2 separate regions of the Mus musculus genome follow, and region 1 is linked to region 2. Evidence: chromatin contacts called from public promoter capture Hi-C data. All regions are on one chromosome and are shown on one strand. Each heading gives the region's core, a stretch centred on a gene start, on an enhancer-like site or on the middle of the called end of the contact. The rest is flanking DNA. Distances are from core to core; before and after follow the strand shown. Region 1 holds the start of Uri1 (URI1, prefoldin-like chaperone). Region 2 has its middle 50 kb from the start of Gm30483.

Region 1 (5,496 bases), core at 1,977-4,476, 640 kb before region 2:
TGTGTGCCACCACCGCCCTGCAGCTGAAAAGTCTTAAGATGGGCTACCTTAGGCCTGAGAACCAGGATGGCCAGCCAGTGGCCTATTTCAGTGTGAATCAGGATCTCCAGTGTCCAAGGGCAAGAGAATGAGATGCCTAGGCTTAAGAAGGGAGAGTAAACTGGTCCTTCAACCACCTAGGAATGGAGATCAATGGGCTGTGTCAACTCGACTACACTTGGAATCCTCATTTTCTTTTTTATGACGTCTGGGGGTGCTGGGAACTGAATTTGGGCCCCCTGAAAGATCATGGCTCACTCTTAACCACTGAATCATCTCTCCAGCCCTGCTTTTCTTTTTTAATTATGTGTATTCTGGGTGGGGGTTTTGCGCATGTGAAGACGGTGTTGAGTCACTAGAGCTGGAGGATCCAAAATCGTCACCTGAAAGAACAGCAAGTGCTCTTAGCTTTGGCAACATCTCTTTTAGCCTCAAGGGACTCTCAATTTTGAGTGAATGTTTGAGAAAGTTTCCAGAGAGGTTTAACTGAGAGATCTGTACTAAGAGTCCTATGGATTGGGGTTCTAGACTGGATGAAAAGGGAGAAAGTCAGAAGCCAGCTGGAAGGTAGCATCCGTTTCTCTGCTTCTTGATCTGTAGAGATGTGAAGATCCTATCCCATGCTTCTGCTGCCATGAACTCTGTCATGCCTTCCCCTGACAAGAAGAGCTGCCTAAAACATACATGCCTACTTGCTCTCTCAAGGGTTGGATTCTTTAAGGAGGTATTGATAGAACGAAGGAGAACTTTCTTTGAAGCCTCCAAAAGCCTGTATTTGTATAGCGTGATGTGCCCTCTTTATAGCAACCACTTTAGATACAAATTCATATCCGTAGACTGGAGCTGGGATTGGGGGCCAGCCTTCTGTAGCACAGGGTCTGTGGTGATCTGGGGCTAATCCCATCAAAGAGGAGTGGAGGGTAAGGAGCTGTCCTTGGACATTTCAGGGGTGGAGTGGCAAGCCACACCAGATATATATTTTACTTTTGGGTTGCTGTGACTGACAGAAACAATGTAAGGGAGGAGACGTTACCATTGTCCTGTAGTTGGCTCACCATTTGTCCTGTAAGTGCTGTTGGTAAACTGCATGTGCTGCTTGCTGAGAGCAGGACAGACTCTCCCTACCTCAGATTCACCCAAGTTTATCACTCATGTCCTTGGAGACACTTTCTTGGGGCAGGCTGGCCTCTGTGCTTCTGTGACAGGGAGAAAGAACAAACAGCTATAATAGCACCCTTGAGGACAGATAGAAGGCGAACCGTTTCTAATGGAAGTTACTATCGTCTATCCTGTGACTGCCCGAGGTGGGGAGGAGAAATAGGAAGCTCATTGGTGGGGTGAACTCTCTGCTCTAGCTGGAAACATCCCAAACAGAGCTCCAGCCTTTTGGACAGACTCAGCCCAGTCTTTCTGGGGCATGTTGTAAGTGCTCAAGTTGATGTTATCTGTCTGCTGTTTGCTGCTGATTTTATTCTTGCTTGCTTTCCCGCTCTGGTTACCCTAGATAGTTCTGCTAGACGTCGTAAGGGCCTGATTTATTTTGTTCTCTATCTGCTTCTTGCTACATGTTCTTTTGCTTTTGCTTGATACATGTCTAAAAATGCACTCAAACATAAACAAATCTATCCTAGATCACTTTCTGTAGGGAATGCCATTCCAGAGGATTCAGTGTATTATGGCAGGGAGGCATGGCCTGCCTCAGTTTACTTCACAGCTGAACAAGAGGCAGAGAGTGACAGGTAGTATCCAGGGATGCTATACCAAAGACTTACCCCACTGACCGACTTCCTCCACTTAGGTTCTACATTCTAAACGACATACTAAATTCCCCACCCCCTCACTTTTCAAGACAGGGTTTTTTTGTGTAGCCTTGGATGTCCTGGAACTCACTCTGTAGACCAGGCTGGCCTCAAACTCAGAGATCTGCCTGCCTCTGCCTTCCAGATTCTGGGATTAAAGGTGTGAGCCACCACTGCCTGGTACATCCTAATTTTTAAGTATCCTTCCAAATTAGTACTACCTGTTAGGGACCAAGTATTGAAACACATGGGGTCAGTTCATATTCAAAGCCCAGCACTAGAGAAGTAGCTTCTGCGGTGCCCTAGGAGTCAGGGATGCTGCTATTGGCGGGAGGCAAGATGAGTGCTCAGAGTTTGACTGTGTTTCAGAGGTTGCTGCATCTGCAGGGAGAGAAATTCATATTTACCATCTTCCCCAATCGTCCCTGCTTTTTCTTTCTTGATGCAAGTGATCAAAGGATGGATGTGGACTTGGGAGCTGGAACAGAAGTGGAAGATAGGGGCAAACAGACCCACAGAGGGCCAGAATTCTGCAGGTGCCTGCCAGCCTGTTCCTATACACACAATACTGAGGTAATAGGATCTATGCCTATTGTCCGGGCTTGGGATAGAGTTAGGACAAGGCCACAAGGTAGACTAGAGGACTGCCACAAACAGAGGCTGCACAAAGGGCTAGGGGGAGGAAGTGAGTCCAAGAGATTTATTCAGCTCAGGCTGGCCTGGAACTTGCTATGTGGACCAGGCTGGCTTCAAACTCACAGATACCCTCCTGCCTCTGCCTTCAAACTGTTGGGGATTAAAGGTGTGCTCCCTGCTCCAGCTTCCAATTTTTAAAATACTGAGTGGAACAGGGATGGGGATTTAGCTCAGTTGGTAGAGTGCTTGTCTAGCAAGTCCAAAGCCATGCATTTGGTCCCCACTGTTAAACAAAACACCAGAATTATAAAATACATGGGATAGGGCAGCAGCTGTTGTTGAAAAATGTGCTACACAGTGCATACGTAGTAACATAGTAATATTAATACTGCAGCTTAATATATGTAAGGAAAATTGTAATGTGTACAGTAATTAATACATACGCAAAAATATAGTTGTATATTGTGCATTTTAGCTCATTAAACCACATTAGTTCATTAAAAGGCATGGGAAACAGCTGAATTTGATAAAATTAAATGAGCTTATGAAACAGTCTCAGTGCTCATATTAAGTTCCTACCACCACAGGCAGCGCCAAGCGAATTGGGACCCACTATCCCGCCGCCTCTCATCCTGTGCAGGGGTCCTGAGCGGCTCAGCCTCCACCCCACCCGGAGGCCCTGTCCCCGCCATAGCCCCGCCCCCTAGGGCGGAGCTTGAGAGCTTCCCGGCGTGCTGCGCGGGCGGGGCGAGGGGCGGGGCGTGCGCGGAGGCGCGGCAGTCGCGGGACGCTAAGCTGGGCCCGGTTGCGGGAGAAGAGCGTGGCGCGCCTGGTGTAGGGCCTGCTGCTCCGAGGCGGCGGCGGCGGCGGCGGCGGCGGTATGCGCGTGTGAGATGCGGCCGCGGGTAGCCCGGACGCGAGCGGCGGCCCCCGGGGCAGCGGCGAAAGTGAGCGCGGCCTCTTCAGAGAGAGGCGTGCAGTGCATGAGGGCGAGCGCGCGGGCGCTGGGCATCCGCCGGCCACGCCGTCTCCATAAACACTTGTTTAGGACTTGTTCGCCTCGCTGAGGCTGCGGCGCCGGGCATGGAGCCCCCGTCCGAACCCGAGCCCGAGCCCCAGCCCCTTGCAGAGGCCTCAGCCGCCGCTCCGCTGCGCGCACCAGAGGTGGCGCGGCTTCGCGAGGAGCAGGAAAAGGTAACAGGCCGCGCTTGGTTCCGGCCCTGGCCGGCTTCCGCATGTGGCCGCGACACTCTGAGCAACCTCTAATGCGGCCAGCCCTCTGCGTGAAACCGAGATCCCCACGCGCGAGCTGCGCAGCCTCGGGCCGCGGGGACCACGGGAGAAACTTTTGTCACGTGCATTTGTTGTCTTTTGTCGGTGGCCCTTTGACCTTCCCCGGAAGGGATGCGGGGATGTGGGGAATACAGAGGATGCAGGGGATAGGATAATCGGTTGACCCTGAACTGAGAGAGCAATTGTTGGGACTAAATAAAAATACGTGTTTTTTTTTTTTTCCTTTTTGGTTCGGGGATTACACTGTGAACAGAAGTGGTCACTCTTTTTACCCCTTAGCTATTTATTATCTAAACGTTGGTACAATGCGCGCGTGCGCACACACACACACACACACACACACACACACACACACACACACACGAGATATCCTTATTTGATTGAGCGTCCAAGTTTGACTACGTTGGTGATGATGCACTTCCTGTGCAATCCAGCTCTTAGGTTTAGTAGTCGACAAGAGAGAAGGCCTTTGTTAAATTTTAACTTCAAGCCTTTATTAAACAAGGCTTTCCCCACTTTTTTTTTTTTTTTTTGATCTACCAGAGGAGAGGAGAATGCTTAGAATCTCCGAATGGGAATTATTATATATTTTTTTTTATAAGGAAATGTTATGTAGTTAAGAACTACAGCTCGATTGTTAAATGTGAAATTGTCCTGTGGATTCTGTAGGTTTTCAAGTTGATTCTCCTGACGTGCCTTGAAATTCTTTGAAAAGCGACATTTAATTTGCTTAAACGTCACATGTCCTGTTGCCAGAGTGAGGTATTAATAAAGGTTTAGGAAGTTGCATAAACATTTGAGAAGCTCTATTTTTCTATATTTAAATATTTTTGCGTGTAAACTTTATGTTATTTATTTGGAATTTACTCCTGGAGAATTGTACATGCAGTCAGTTAAATCTATTTCGTCCCTTCAACTTAACTCCCTTTCCCTCCCACACATCCCCCTTCCAACTTCATGTCCTTTTTTTTTTTTTTTTTTTTTTTAAATATCTCAGTCCAGCTAGTGCTTGCCCATATGTGTTAGATAGAACCATCCAAGGAGCACGGGCACCACAAATCCCATGTGTCAGTCTTTGTCCCTTAGCTGTTGTCAACTTCCAGTAGCTCCTCAGTTAAGGGTGGATCTTGGGAGCTCCTATTTCATGTAAGCTTGAATTTTTGCTATGAAACCCAAACTCCTTTTTATTCATATACCTATGTAAAACTTTTCATGAAATGTGGTTAGAAAAATTGCTGAGGTTAACTATATGAAAGTTTTTCCTAGGTCCCAAGAAATCCCTTTTGGCTTAGAAACCACCTGTTAACAGATTGTAGGAGTCTTTCATACTTTGGTTAGCTCCTGCTGCTGCTGCTTTATATATATATATATTTTTCCCCGTTTTTCCCTAATACATAATACAACTGTTGGATTTTAAACTTGTTCTTAAAGATGAGAGTTTAAAAGTTAACCTAGTTTAATTTAAATCACAAGACGTATTTGCTTTTATTGATTTATATTTTTATTTATTATGGTTCTAGGAGAGCTATATTATCAGTCAACTTTTTAATTTTTGAAACATGTTCTTTTTAAGTTGCCCAAGCTGGCCTTGAACTCCCATTGTAGCCCAGCCTGGACTTAAAGCTGTAAGCCTCTAAACTCAGCCTTCTAAGTAGGTGGGATTACCTGTGGCATCAGACTTGACTTCATCTTAATTTTTTTTTAAAAGGAGAAACAGATTTTTAAAAAG
Region 2 (5,583 bases), core at 2,780-5,279:
CCTTGCTGAGTTCCATCCTTGCTAAGTTCCATCCTTGCTAAGTTCCATCCTTGCTAAGTTCCATCCTTGCTAAGTTCCATCCTTGCTGAGTTCCATCCTTGCTAAGTTCCATCCTTGCTGAGTTCCATCCTTGCTAAGTTCCATCCTTGCTAAGTTCCATCCTTGCTAAGTTCCATCCTTGCTAAGTTCCATCTTTGCCAGAGCTTGTTGAAAATTCATGCATGTATCAGTAATTATTTAACAATCAGGTTCTCCTAAACTTTTATACCGTTTATTCAGTGTTTAATTTACATTGATTTTTTTTCATGTTACATGTAGCAATTAATTTTGTCTTACTGACAGATGATTCTTGAGACAGCCCTGACAGGTACATTTTAACCCTTCGTCTTCCTTCTGCGAGCACTTTTCTACTCTGGGGTGCTGCTGGCTACCAAAAAAAAGATTTCTTGGAGTGGTTGGGGCTTGGGGGTGAAAGGAGGTGGACGGTGAGCTTTCCTTTAGAGAGCTTGTTTATTTCCGGTGAACGGCAAGTGTGGGGTGGGTTTAAAGCTTTAAATAACCTCATTCATGAGTATTGGAAAGACTTTTGCCATTTTTAAAAGACAAGGTAGAAGCCCCCATATTGGAAAAACAAGAAGTGTATTTTTATATATTTTTTCCTCTTAAAATCCAAGTGTTACAAAAAACCATTCATATGATGGAAAAACCTTCAGATACGGGGGTGTAAAATTGGCAAGGGAGCCACAGGTGCAAGTCCTATACATACTGTCTACACAAGAAGCTCTGTTCTATTTTGCCTGTGCCTGAAAGATGTTAGAAGATACTGTCAGTTAGGAGCAAGGTAGTCCGAGAGCCTAAGTTTATAACTGTCATTTTAAGGACATACATCCAGAGTTAAAATGACCAAAGTGGGGACAGAGATAATAGCATAGTTTTTTTAATGTTGGGGTGAAGGAACCCCTTGAAACTTTTAAATTGGGGTAATGTACCCACTATTAAGACTGAGAGGGACATTGCTGCCTTCATGTTGCGCCTCTTCAGCCTCACTGACCTTTGAAATATGGACATTGCTCAAGTCTCATTTTAATATTAATGAATGGCATATACCATAAAAGGAGGTTCGTGTCAGTCTGATATTTCACACATTGGAATATATGTCTGGACATCTGTATTGTACACTGGCTCCACGGGCTTGCCACAGTTTTATAAACAGACAGCATCACACCTTGCAAATAGATTATGACATTGATACACACATGTCCCAAAGCCACTGGGCATCTCTCAGACTCTGGACATTATTCACATGTCCCAGGTGAAGAGCAAGCCTGCACTCTGGGGGAGCCCCGTGTGACTTTGCTCAAGTAAACTCTTTCTTAAGTCGGCTTTAAGGAAGAGCCTAGAGGACGGGGGGGGGGGGTAATTCTAGGCCACCTTCTTCCTCTGACTGTTGCCACCATGTTTACAGCCCTGTTCCCAAGTGTCACTCAAGGCCACTTGGGAGATCTCAGTTATTTTTCCAGACAAGGTACTCTGGTCAGTTTTGGCTTGTGGTCATGACGGTCATTTGTGTGCCATGATTCTCTGTTCTGTGTCTGTTTTAATTTCTATGGCATCTATTACCACAGTAATGGACTAACAGGGCCTTTCACTCTCTCCCCCTGGTATATCTCCTAATATCTCCTGCCAGAAAACAGAAAGTGCTCCTTTTATGTATAATTTCCAGCCATACATCACAGTCTAGCTTCTGGAAAGAGATAGGAGCCTAAGCACAGGCTATCCCAATCATGTGTGCACATGGCTCTACAAACAAAAAAGCACACAGCGTTACATGAACAAATATGGGCATGACCATGAGACATGTCAAAGGATGCAACATTCAGAGGTGTCGGAGTTGTTTGCAAATGCCCCCCCCCCATGATCTGTAGTGTGTACCTGTGGTGTTCACGGGCTTCTGTGGGAAGCTGTCAGGGGATGTGTGAGATGTGACTGCACCCATCAGTGGGCTTGTGTCCAGATCGTGGACCTGCAAGTCCCACAGTCATGTTCTACGTCTTCGTGTTGATTAGCAGTGTACACTGAGCGGCCACGCCTCCCCTCCCTAGCCTGGTCGCATGCGAATGCACTCGCAGAGCAGCCTTGTGCCCATCCCATTTCAGCTGGCCCTCCCCAGTGATGTCATCGCTGTGGCCTGAGCCGGTACCTGCCCTTCAGTGCCTCACCTGCGTGATAGCGGCGTCGTATTAGGGCTGAGGAGGCACTGTGGTTTACAGAAAATTATTTTTTAAAAGATTCAGATCTCAGGAAGTTCCAGCAGTCAGCGTCACACACACACACACCCCCTCCCTCCACCTCCTAATCTGCTCAGGGCAGTGCTCACAAGCACCGTTTGTTCCAGACGATTCTTCATTTATTCTCCACCCCCTACCACACTCCAACTCAAACTCCCTACGGCTGGAGATTAGTCTTTTGTGAGGCAGGTCATCAAAGCTTTCTTAAAGTCCCAGTAAATTATACCCCTGGTTTCCCTCTTCAATTCCTTTTTGTTACTTTTTCAAAATATTCTATTAGTTTTGTTACGTATGATCTCCCTTTTGTGAATCCATGCTGAATATCTTTAATTAAATCATAACTTTCCCTATTTTGTCTCTGATTAGTGTTTCCAATATCTTCCCCACTGCTCAAGTCAAGCTTACTGGTGTTTAATTTCCTTGATCTCCCTCAGAGTCATTATTAAATATAGGTGTTGCATAAGGGCTCTGGTCCACCCGCACTTCTCTGGCTTCTCGGGGTATTTGTTAATGGGCCCCCAGTCACCTCACCTCCTCCTGCACAGAGTCGAAGATGGCTCCCACTTGCTCCGGAGTTATCAGTCCTTAGGTAGCCTGATTCCTCCCTCACCTGTTCTGCCGCGACGCTGATCTCCTTTGGAAACACTTGTCTGCCGCTAGCATCTGCTCACATCTTCTCTTTGTGGACATAAGAAGGCAAATAAAGTAGTTTTATTTATTTGTTTTTGGCAGTTGTCATACCCATCCCAATACACCAGGCTCTCTGCCTTTCAGATTTTATTCTCTCTCTCTCTCCCTCTCTCTCTCTCTGTGTGTGTGTGTGTGTGTCTGTCTGTCTGTCCTTCTGTCTCTGTCTTTCTTTCTCTCTTTTTCTTTCTGTCTGTCTCTGTCTCTCCCCCCCCGCCCCGTGTGTGTGTCTATCTTTCTGTCCCTCTCTGTGTCTTTCTCTGCCTCTGTCTCTGCCTCTGCATGTGTCTCTGTCTCTCTCTGTCTCTCTGTGTGTGTGTATGTGTGTGTGTGTCTGTCTGTCTTTCTGTCTCTGTCTTACTTTCTCTTTTTTTCCTCTCTGTCTGTCTCTGTCCCCCCCCCCAATGTGTGTGTCTATCTTTCTGTCCCTCTCTGTGTCTTTCTCTGCCTCTCTCTCTGCCTCTGCATGTGTCTCTGTCTCTCTCTGTCTCTCTCTCTGTGTGTGTCTGTCTGTCTGTCTTTCTGTCTCTGTCTTTCTTTCTCTTTTTTTCTCTCTGTCTGTCTCTGTCCCCCCCCATGTGTGTGTCTATCTTTCTGTCCCTCTCTGTGTCTTTCTCTGCCTCTGCCTCTGTCTCTGCCACTGTCTCTCTCTGCCTCTCTCTCTCTCTGTCTCTGTCTCTCTGTCTCTCTGTCTCTCTGTCTGTCTCTCTTTCTCATCTTCTCAGTACACAGCAGCCCAGGCTATCCTCCACCTCTCAGTCTTCCTGCCTCTGCTTCTCTAGTGCTGGGGATATAGCTGTGTGCCACCAGGCTGAGCACTTCATTAGGTTTTAGAAAAGCATGCTTAGTGTGCACAAGACTCTTGAGTTCAGTTGCTAGCACAAGGAAAAATAAAATAAAATAAAAGCACCACAACTCAGTTTCTAGGACCGTTTTGCTAAGTCCCTGGTTCAGGAACAGGCATTTCCTTCCCCTCACAGGTTCATAGCAGTTAATCCAGGGCCAAGAGTGCTGACCCTCAGCTGTTCCGGGGGAGGTGGGAGGTGCTGGGGCTTCCCTGACAACCACCAGGAGAAGAATCTGGCTCCCATTATGGGTCGTAGGGAGTTGTAACGTTTCCCACGAGCTGCTCGGGAAGCCTTTCATCTGAGCTCAGCTCTAACCTGGACAGTTTCCTTCACTTTCATTCCTGTGCAGCCTCTGACCTGCCCCTGTGTCTAACTCTATGTTTTTGCTATCCAGGGACTCCCTCACTTTCAGGTAGCATTGTGGGCTCAGCCTCAGGTGGGATTTGCTTCCTCTCTGGCCTGCATTCCCTGGACTCAGATAAAGGGCTGCCCCTCTAAAAGCTGCCAGCCACTGTCTTCAGAGACTTGGAGCAGCAGGCATTCCTGTGAAGAACATGGGCTACAGGAGCAGCTTTTGAGCCTGACCTGAGGTCCCAAGAAGCCTTCCTTAGATGCACTTCTCTTCTGCCCCTCCTGACCTCATTTCCTCTTTCAGCACGCACAGTGTAGACAGATCTTTGCGCTACGACATTGCTCTCCAGCTGTAACTTCCATGCCAAGTTTAAAAGTGAGATCCTTCCTAGAAACCCACGGGCGTTCTCGACCTACATAACAGCAAAGGGCCAGGGTGATGGCCCAGGAACAGAAGGTGCCAGGTTCTCCCCTCCGGCAAGAGCTGCTGGCCTTATGCAGGGATCCAATTGCAGAGGCGACATCAGCCAACAAAAATTTCAAGAAAGTATGACTCATAATTAGTCCTTTTGACATTGTTTCACATCAAAAGACATAGTCTGTGTTCTGTGTCCCTCACCCGAACATGGAAACTGCTGGAGTTTGCACGCACAAAGGGATTTGCGATTTTAAAAGCTTAATAAAGGCTGTCCACACAAAACACACACACACACACACACACACACACACACACACACACACACACACACGCCAGTTGGTTTCTTTAAAGTGGATTTAATTAGGTCAGAGAGCCTGTTACTTTGGGGGGGGGGGAGTGGCGCAGGGTGACGATCATTTAAACCATATTTTCAAGTTACCATGTTGTACTCTGCTAGACGGTGCCTCACAGATCCACACACGAGAAGCGAGAGCTAAGAGCTCCCTTGGAGCCTTAGAGCTCCTTTCTCTCAACTACTGGTTCTTCATGAAGAGAGGCCACTGTCCCTTGCCTCGGAGTTATGGGGTGGCATGGCTGGGGCATGTCATTCTGACGTTTACTAAGATTTCTGAGACCCAGGTCCACACCGAGGTCTCCACCCTTGTCAAGGAGCTACCAGCAGCTGCTGCAGACGTGGAGGGTTGGCCCCAGTCAGCCCCTGGGCCATTTTGGTAGCGATTTATAGATGGACTTTGTGAGTGAGGAGTGGGGGGGAGGGAAGGGAATCAAAGTCACAGGTGCTCCATTATAACGACTGGAACACTTACAGAGTCGGACGCTCTGTCATTTAATAAACCTAAAAACGAAAAAGCTTTTGTCTGTAAAAGGTGACCAATAGAGAAAGAGTTTGGATTATATGATATCTCATAACTTAATCATATGGCTCTTAAGAGGGGGACATACACAGCTGTGTCTCGCTAATATGCATGCA

The links. Promoter capture Hi-C pulls out the DNA fragments that hold promoters and counts their contacts.
Region 1: a promoter capture Hi-C map of second pharyngeal arch cranial neural crest shows a contact between it and region 2. The contact joins the promoter of Uri1 here to the enhancer-like site in region 2. A contact is called at or near these places in 14 of 39 promoter capture datasets (the 3T3-L1 cell line, 3T3-L1-derived adipocytes, the C10 cell line and 9 more), 2 of 15 datasets of contacts at CTCF or cohesin (large pre-B cells and pro-B cells), 3 of 484 Hi-C or Micro-C datasets (the C2C12 cell line, the G1E-ER4 cell line and muscle stem cells), 15 of 115 datasets of contacts at active chromatin or transcription factors (astrocytes, bone marrow-derived macrophages, cardiomyocytes and 12 more) and 3 of 9 other capture datasets (adipose tissue, embryonic stem cells and liver).

Annotation. Positions count from the first base shown.
Region 1 is chr7:38,017,282-38,022,777 of GRCm38.p6, reverse strand. It overlaps Uri1 (URI1, prefoldin-like chaperone), which reads left to right and starts at 3,226. Exons shown (of 11, transcript NM_011274.5): 1 at 3,226-3,668. The coding sequence starts at 3,558.
Region 2 is chr7:37,374,862-37,380,444 of GRCm38.p6, reverse strand. It overlaps a transcript of Zfp536 not described here. Among named protein-coding and RNA genes, the nearest start is that of Gm30483, 50 kb to the right of the region's middle. Within about 2 kb of position 4,029, at least 18 of the 459 cell types and tissues checked have an H3K27ac peak or open chromatin away from gene starts, as enhancers often do. A contact at or near this core is called in the C2C12 cell line, muscle stem cells and second pharyngeal arch cranial neural crest, where this site is marked.